Regions from separate parts of the Delphinus delphis genome. Here region 2 is linked to region 1. Evidence: chromatin contacts called from public Hi-C data. All regions are on one chromosome and are shown on one strand. The core of a region is the stretch at or near the end of the contact, and the rest is flanking DNA. Distances in the headings are between cores, read along the strand shown. Region 1 holds the start of ETFBKMT (electron transfer flavoprotein subunit beta lysine methyltransferase). Region 2 holds the start of RESF1 (retroelement silencing factor 1).

Region 1 (4,025 bases), core at 369-2,868:
TAAATTATTTTTACTTGCACTTGCAAGAGTGTCCAGTTATTAGAGAATTGGCTCGTGTACAAAAATGTAGGCACATATTTAAAGGCAAAAATCACAAGGTCAGATGATAGCTCAATTGTTATCAGACAGTTGATGGGTCTGCTTTGTTGCATTTGGGTCAATTTTGATAAAAGCGAGACAGTTCTTTCAATTAAAAAGAACAAAAGGGCGGGACTTCCCTGGCAGTCCAGTGGTTAGGACCAGGCAGCTCCCAATGCAGGGGGCGCCGGTTGCGGAACTAAGATCATCTCGCATGAAAAGTGGCGTGACCAAAAACAAAAAACAAAAACACCACCAAACAATAGAAAAGAAAATCCACGTTTGTTTCTCAGGGCTTACAGTCTGTTTCTCTTGGCTTATCTGGTTTATCTTATCTTGTAGGAATGTAAGGCCTTTTTTTGGACTATGGAATGAAAGTTTCAGAAAAAACCATTTCAGCTGCACTATAGAGAATGGGATAGAGGAAGGCAGGATTGCAGAGAGACCAGTAGCAGGAATTCAAGCAAGCAATCATAAGGCAGAGGCAGGAGGGATGGAGAGAAGCAGATCGATTTTAAAACTATCACTGGGATAGAATACAGAAGCTGGTTAAAAACAATAATCCTTGATTTCCCTGGTGGCGCAGTGGTTAAGAATCTGCCTGCCAATACAGGGGACACGGGTTCGAGCCCTGGTCCGCGAAGATCACACATGCCGCAGAGCAACTAACCGTGTGCGCCACAACTACTGAGCCTGCGAGCCACAACTACTGAAGCGCCCCGTGCCTAGAGCCCCTGCTCTGCAACAAGAGAAACCACCGCAATGAGAAGCCCGCGCACGGCAACAAAGAGTAGCCCCCCGCTCGCCGCAACGAGAGAAAGCCCATGCGCAGCAACAAGACCCAAGGCAGCCAAAAATAATGTGGCTTGATTGCTCATCCATTAAAAAAAAAAATCCTTAGACAAATTGATTTTTCAACCGGGGGTGGGGAGTGGGGAGTGGGGGGTGGGCGGCATGCGGGATCTTAGTTCTCTGACCAAGGATGCAACCGCGCCCCCTGCAGTGCAAGCGTGTAGTCTTAACCACTGGACTGCCAGAGAAGTCCTTAGACAAACTGATCTTGAACATCTATTAAGAATTATTACTAGCAAGAGAATCAGTGAGTGTTATTGACAGGAGAAGTTACAGTTGAAAAACAAAAAAGATTGTACGTGTAGGAAAATTATTATAAAAGGGATGACATATTATGATTTAATTCCAGTTGAATATAAGCGTCATTAAGGGTTTGTGCTGTCTCTTTTGCTCACCGCTCTATGCCCAGTGCCTAGAAGTGTGATTGACACGAAGCAGATGATCCACGGCTTCAGAGTGGATTTTTTAGAAATCAGTATTTGACATTCCCTTATTTCCCAAATGAGGTCAGGGCGCCGGCTGATTTCGCACTTCCTGTCCCTTTAAGAAGCCCAGGTAAGGGAGAGAAAGTGCTGCCGGGAAGGAGGGCGGAGCAGGAGGGCGGGGCGGGGACGCAGGGCGGGGGTGGGGGTGCTGGGTGTTGGGGCCCGGTTCTGGGGGGGAGGTGGGACCCAGCGTGCAGTTGTAAAGAAGGCGCGAAAAGAGGCGCAAAGGCGAGTGACAGACCTGCCCTGTGCTTAGCTTCCCGGGACGGTGTTAGCACAGCCAGGTAAGGAGAAAAGGAGGACTGTGCCTGCCCCTTTAAGACTGACTCCCGTCCTCCTTCGAGGGAAGTTACGTGATAACACTTTGTAACTTGCCCCTTTAAACCTGTCTTCTCACCGTACCAGTTAATCCAGGTACCAAGTGTCCACCGCATAATCACATATTCATAACGGATGCTTCATTGGTGCTGGCGTGGGCGGGGCATCATCGGTCTGCATGACAGGGTGTCCAAAATCAATCATCTTGTATTTGCTCTGCTGTCTTTTCAAACCTTAGGCTCGTGAGATTCAAGGGCTGACCCAATCCTTCCCTACACGATTAGTCCAATGAGGTCAGGCCGTTAGAGACCCGTAGATTACAAGGAATAAACGTGGGCTGCACCCACTTAAGGTCTGTCCTTGGTTCACAGACAGACATTTTGCCCCTCCTCGTGTCTTGGTATTTTAACTAACTGCCCACGTTTAAAAGTGGGAGTTTATGGGTAAATAGCTGGATTGTTTTGAGAAATTGAAAGATCTGGCCACGTGTCCCCTGGCTGGGGACTGTTTTGAAATAGTTTCCAGTTTGCCACAGCCCTTCTGTGATCTAACAACCAGCCTGCATCACTCATTTATCACCGGTCTGGCCCTGGGTAGGCATTTGAGTTTGGGGCCCCTACTCTAAGTACTTGGGTGGATGTAAGACTATTTATATATTTATGCAGAACAGATCAGAGGTCCCAAACAACTGGGTGTATAATTTGTGCTTAAACTGCTCTTCCTCATTCTTATTTTCATCAAGGTGTCTTTCTATTAAGTCCAGGTTTGGTAAAGATGACTCATCAGAGGTATTTACAGAAAGAGATTTGGGAGTTGATATTCTTTTATTACAATTAAATCCATAGTTTTTTGTTTGTTTTGTTTTTGTTTGTTTTTAGGAAAACACCTGAATCTTGATTACATTGATGTTTTATGCTAGGACTATCTTTATTGAGCAGCCAGTATAATTTGTATATCTCTAACCACAGTTACAATTTGGTAATCTGCATAATCTTGGCTAGACTTCATAAAGGCAAGAACTGTGTTTGCCCTGATAATTGCTCTATTCCATCACTAGAATCTAAGCTTCCCGAAGATGGGGACTTTGTTTATTTTGTTCACAGTTGCCAAGCACAGTGCCTGCTTAAAGGTAAGTGATTTATTAAATGAATGAAAGAACTTTAAAGGTATACCTTATTTTATGTAAAAGGCGTGTTCCTGAGGATTCTCTCAAAATCAGATGCTTGTATATTTGTTGTTATAAGTTACTAAAAAGGATTCTGTTGTGGAAAGGCATCTTTTAGAAGATTGGATTTTCCTAAATTAATGCACCAACGCTTTCACCTAAAATGAACTTGCACTTGTGCAGCATCTGCTACAGAGCTAACACTAACATTTTCTTACTATGCAATAGGATTTGGAAGTGTTGGTGAGCCTTGGAGTTTTCAGTATTATTTATGTTTTTAGAGGTCCAGAGATTCCAGTTGAGATCAGTTTGGCAGCCAGACCCTTATTCTTTCCCCAGGAAGGAGGAGGAGGAGCAGCTGTTATTAAGAGCAGCACCAACAAACCTGTGCTTTGGGACAGGACCGATGGCCTTGAGCTCAGGTTGGAGAGCGTTTACATCATTTGCCATGAACTGCTGTGGTGTCCTTCGGAAGGCTGTGAGAAGCAGCCGTTTTCCTTTGTTTCCCTGGGGCCACTGCCCCTGGAGGGGAACCGGAAGCTTTTTGGACCCTGAGATGAAAGCTTTCCTGGAGGAGAACACTGAAGTCACCAACCGTGGTAGCCTCACCCCTGAAATCCAGTTGCGGCTTTTGACCCCCAGATGCAAGTTCTGGTGGGAGAGAGCTGACCTGTGGCCCCACAGTGATCCTTACTGGGCAGTCTACTGGCCAGGAGGCCAAGCCCTGTCTAGGTACGGCCGTAAGTGAAGCCGGAACCTTTAGGGCTCCGCATATCCTTACTCTTTTCAGCCCCTTCCAATGCCTTGTTCTCCCTGCTCCTCACAGAAAACCAGAGTAAAACCCCAAATTCTTTTCTTAATTTAGAGCAGTTTAGGAAAAGTTTTGGGTTGTTTTGTTGCACAGCTTTACCTTCTGCTCCAAGCTTATCAAGGTGTTTCCCGATATATAGCTCTCTCCCCAAGAGAAATCCTAGGTCAGCTATCAAGACCCTAGGTAGCTGGTCATGATCCAGAAATCTCACACTGTTCTCAGGTTCATGGTTCATGATGCATGGCCCGTGCAGAGTTCCTCAGTGGAGCTTAAAGCCCCAGTCCTTCAGGTCGCCTGGTTTAATCCTGTAAATATT
Region 2 (3,725 bases), core at 514-3,013, 250 kb after region 1:
TTAGGCTATATAGGAGTGGGGTTCATGTCAGACTTTCTTGCAACAAAACTCCCTGTTTCTTGCATTCACTTCTGTTTGCTGACCTGTGTGGCTTAGGCTCTGGAAAACCCCATATCTGAGCCAAGGACACCACCCCATGTTCTGAGAGCTGCTTTTAGTTATGTATTAGCTCATGTAACTATCTCAACGATCCTATGAGGTAAGTGTTAGTGTTATTTTCAATTTACAGATGAGAAAACTGAGCAGAGACAGGTTAAGTGATTTCCCCAAAGTGAGTGCAGAGCCATGATCTCCACCTCAAGAGGGCAAAGGACTACCCCGCCCTACATATTACAAGAACTAACCAACTCTGCCCTTTCTCATTCTTATTCACTCAGATTGGATTCCCTTGTTTACTTTGTTGACTTTAAAAATAAAAGTTATTTTACCAGCAAAAATGGTTTTTTTTCGGGAATAGCAGAGGAATTGTAACAGAGAAGAACAAACCTGATACCTTTAGCTCTAACCTTTGCGCTCTGTTGCCACATTGCCTGTGCTTAGTCATGCTGGTTCTACACCTTTGTCCAAAAAAATGCTGCCTAGAGTCTGAAATGTACTTGATAGCCATTCTCAAGGCTCTGCCTTCTGGGTTTGACCTTTAAAGGTTTAAGACTTTTCATTTACATAGAGATAAACAGTTGCAGAACAAAGAATAACATTTGTCTTGTTGGAGGTTTACAGGAACATGGTGATCAGACCTTTGTGGACAGATACAAGAAGAAAGGATGCTCACATCCCCTCCAGGGTCTGGCCTGCACCAAGAAGTCTGCAACAACCAACCACACCCCCTCCCCCTTTAGTATTAAAAGAAGCTTGAATTCTAGCTCCGGTAAGATGTTTCTTTGGGACACTGGTCTGCCATCTTCTCCGACTGCTGTCTTTCTGAATAAAGTCGCTATTCCTTACCCCAACACCTGGTCTCTCGATTTATTGGCCTGTCATGGGGCAAGCAGTATCACTTTGCACTTGGTGACCGAATTGCAATTTGGGTCAAGCAAACTATAGCAAAAGCTATAGGCAAGTCCAACAAACAAAGGAAAGTTACTTTATAGAGAAAATGGAGGAATTTGGGGGGGGTTCTTATGAAGGAAAGTGCATGGTGAAAAGTGAGGGTGATGACAGTTTCTCATTGGCTGAGTTGCTGGGGTAGTCTGTTTCTTGTATGAACTGCAATGTACATCTTGCTCTTTGGGGCCTGTAATTGACAATTCCTTCTGTAATTGACTGGGAGTGGTACTGTACTGCATGAGAGCTCCCCCTTCTGGCCTCCCAACTCTATTTTGGTGAGGTTTCCCTTTATTAATTTTCACAACTTTCTCCTGTAGAAATCCCCCAGCAAAAAGAGTCTATTTCCTTTTCTTTTAGGAGGTTTCTCTGCGTTAATGGATGCTCCCCCTTGTTAGGAATTTTCAGCCCGGAGTTAGACTTACTGAATTGGCAATTTTGCAGATGGTGCTCTTCAGTCCCTTTTTAACAAATCCTTCGAAAGAATCTGATGCAAGTTAAAGGCGGAGAGCCACTGCTGGAGTTTTCTTCCTCAGATACGTGAACTAGCTTTGCAAGTTTGGGAGATGACTGGGGGGCGGGGCTGGCCCCGGACGCTACTTCATCCGATCGGCACTAGGACCCCGGCGCCGGGGACCGGGTCTCGCAGCTGCCGTTGCGCCCGGGGAGGGGTTGTACTGTTCCGGGAGCCGGGCCTCCAACTCGACCCGCCCCTGGAGGCGGACCCGAGTTGACTTAAACTCTGGGGCTGCCAGGCGCTGCGTTTTCCTCCGCTCGCCCTGGCTGGGTTGTGTGCCCGTTGGTGAGTTGGGGGTGGGGGGGCTTGGTTCCCGGCCGGCACTCGCACATCTTCTCTGGTCTTGGCTGGGCTGGGGGCACCGGGAGTCCAGGCGTCTGCGGGCGGGGCTGGGCGTGCGGCGGTGAGCGCTTTTGTTCTGTGGCGGGGACAGAGTGGCGGCTGCAGGGGCTCCGGGGGCTCGGGCCTCGGGCCCACGGTGAACGCGCCCCGCTGGCCGCCGCCCAGAGCTGGGCGGGCCCGCTGGGCTCGGCTTGTTGCCCTCCCACGGCGCGGGGCCGGCCCGGAGGAGCCGCGGACTCAGAGCCTGACCCAGAGGGCGGCGCCTCGCCGTGTGTTTTCTGTGGATCGCCTTACTCTTCACCGTAGAGGTCGCGGGTGCAGACTGCGAGGACGCATTTTGTTAAATTCCAAGGCGATTGGTTAGGCTGGATGTGAGAGTGGCTTATGTTGTTATTGATTTCCTGTCGCTGGCTTGAAAAAAAGATCTTTGTTTTGCATTTATTTTTCTAGTGTTTTCTTCCTCCCCACCCCCATTATGCAGAACCTCCCGAAACAGAATTGCTTCGCTTGCATCTCCAAGTGGCCCGCGAACGCGCTTGTGCCGGAGACGTTTTCTGTTCCTCTGCAATAGTTAGTCCCTCGAGGCATTTTTAAATGCACAAATGCGTACAGATTTTAGATGTTCTCGAGGGACGCGAATTCCCTAAGCAGATGACCTTAGGATCCTGAGTTCAGCAAGCTTCCGGAGAATCGTTTCACTGAAAACAATTTGTAATACTTCTAGTGCCTGTAATCAAAATAAGGAGAACAGCAAGTGATGGGGATGAGCTTGGGTGCATTTAAATAGGCGGGTCGCAGAGCTTGTTTGGGGATTTTTCTGATTAATGCGTTAGCTGTAAACCACAGTTAAGTTTTAGTATTATTATGCATGAGTTAAGGTTTTACTTATTTTTTTTTTACTGTATAGTTGGCTTCTTGTTTACTAATCCAATAAAGAATTAAGTTAAAGTGTTGTTTAGCGTGATAAAATAATAGTGGCCCAGGAGGAGCGCACGTGAATTATCACTTAAAAAGTGAACGGTATTTTAAGGCAGACCCAGTTTGTTTCTGTTACTTTGCCTTCTTAATAAGAATTCAGTAAACTTAGTTTGCTTTTGGTGCAACCTTAAGGAACAGTTTGCACAGCAATGTCGTATCAAGTAAACAGATTAGTGTGTATTTTTATTACAAACTTAATGTGAACTTTATATAAATAAAATTCAACTATAATTTTCGTATTAAGTTATATATTATATATTTAAGTTTTATATTAAATTATTATCAGTTATAAAGTGTTTCTTGCTGTTCCTAGGACCAAAGAAGTAAACACTGTGGAGTGATACTGACACGTTTGGAAGGAAATGGGAACATATACAGTAATGAATGAGTAATATCATATTTAAAGGTAAGCGTGTCTCCTCTAAGTAGTCTACTCTAATTTATCTGTTGTGGAACAAAATTATTAAGTTGAATCAGCATTGGTTAAATATTAAACTATAGAATGCTGTGGATTTGACGTCAAAGCTTGAGAAATATGGTTGGCATAGCATGGAGAATTCAGCTGTTCATCTTTGCAAGAAAAGGAATAGAAGATGATGGTGAGGTGACTGTGGTCTAAGTTACTGAGGAAGAGGTCTACTTAACATTATTCTCTACATGGTTTGTTTCTTATTTTTTAAATTCATCATATGTGGCACATGGGGTTGGAGGAAGGCAGCACAGAGCAGAACTCTGGGAGAACCATCCCCTGAAATATAAACCTATAAAGCCAAAGAGGTCATTTCAGGGCTTCCATCCTGTAAACTCCAAGTAGTGTTAGGAAATCTGTAATGATTAAGACCAT

The links. Hi-C and Micro-C count contacts between places; a contact is called where the count stands out from the background.
Region 2: a Hi-C map of lung shows a contact between it and region 1, with 3 times the contacts expected there. The contact joins the promoter of RESF1 here to the promoter of ETFBKMT in region 1. A contact is called at or near these places in 2 of 3 Hi-C or Micro-C datasets (lung and muscle).

What each region holds. Positions count from the first base shown.
Region 1 is chr11:26,323,309-26,327,333 of mDelDel1.2, forward strand. ETFBKMT (electron transfer flavoprotein subunit beta lysine methyltransferase) reads left to right here and starts at 1,619. Exons shown (of 4, transcript XM_060024550.2): 1 at 1,619-1,699; 2 at 3,238-3,630. The coding sequence starts at 3,305.
Region 2 is chr11:26,578,060-26,581,784 of mDelDel1.2, forward strand. RESF1 (retroelement silencing factor 1) reads left to right here and starts at 1,764. Exons shown (of 4, transcript XM_060024559.1): 1 at 1,764-1,846; 2 at 3,195-3,287.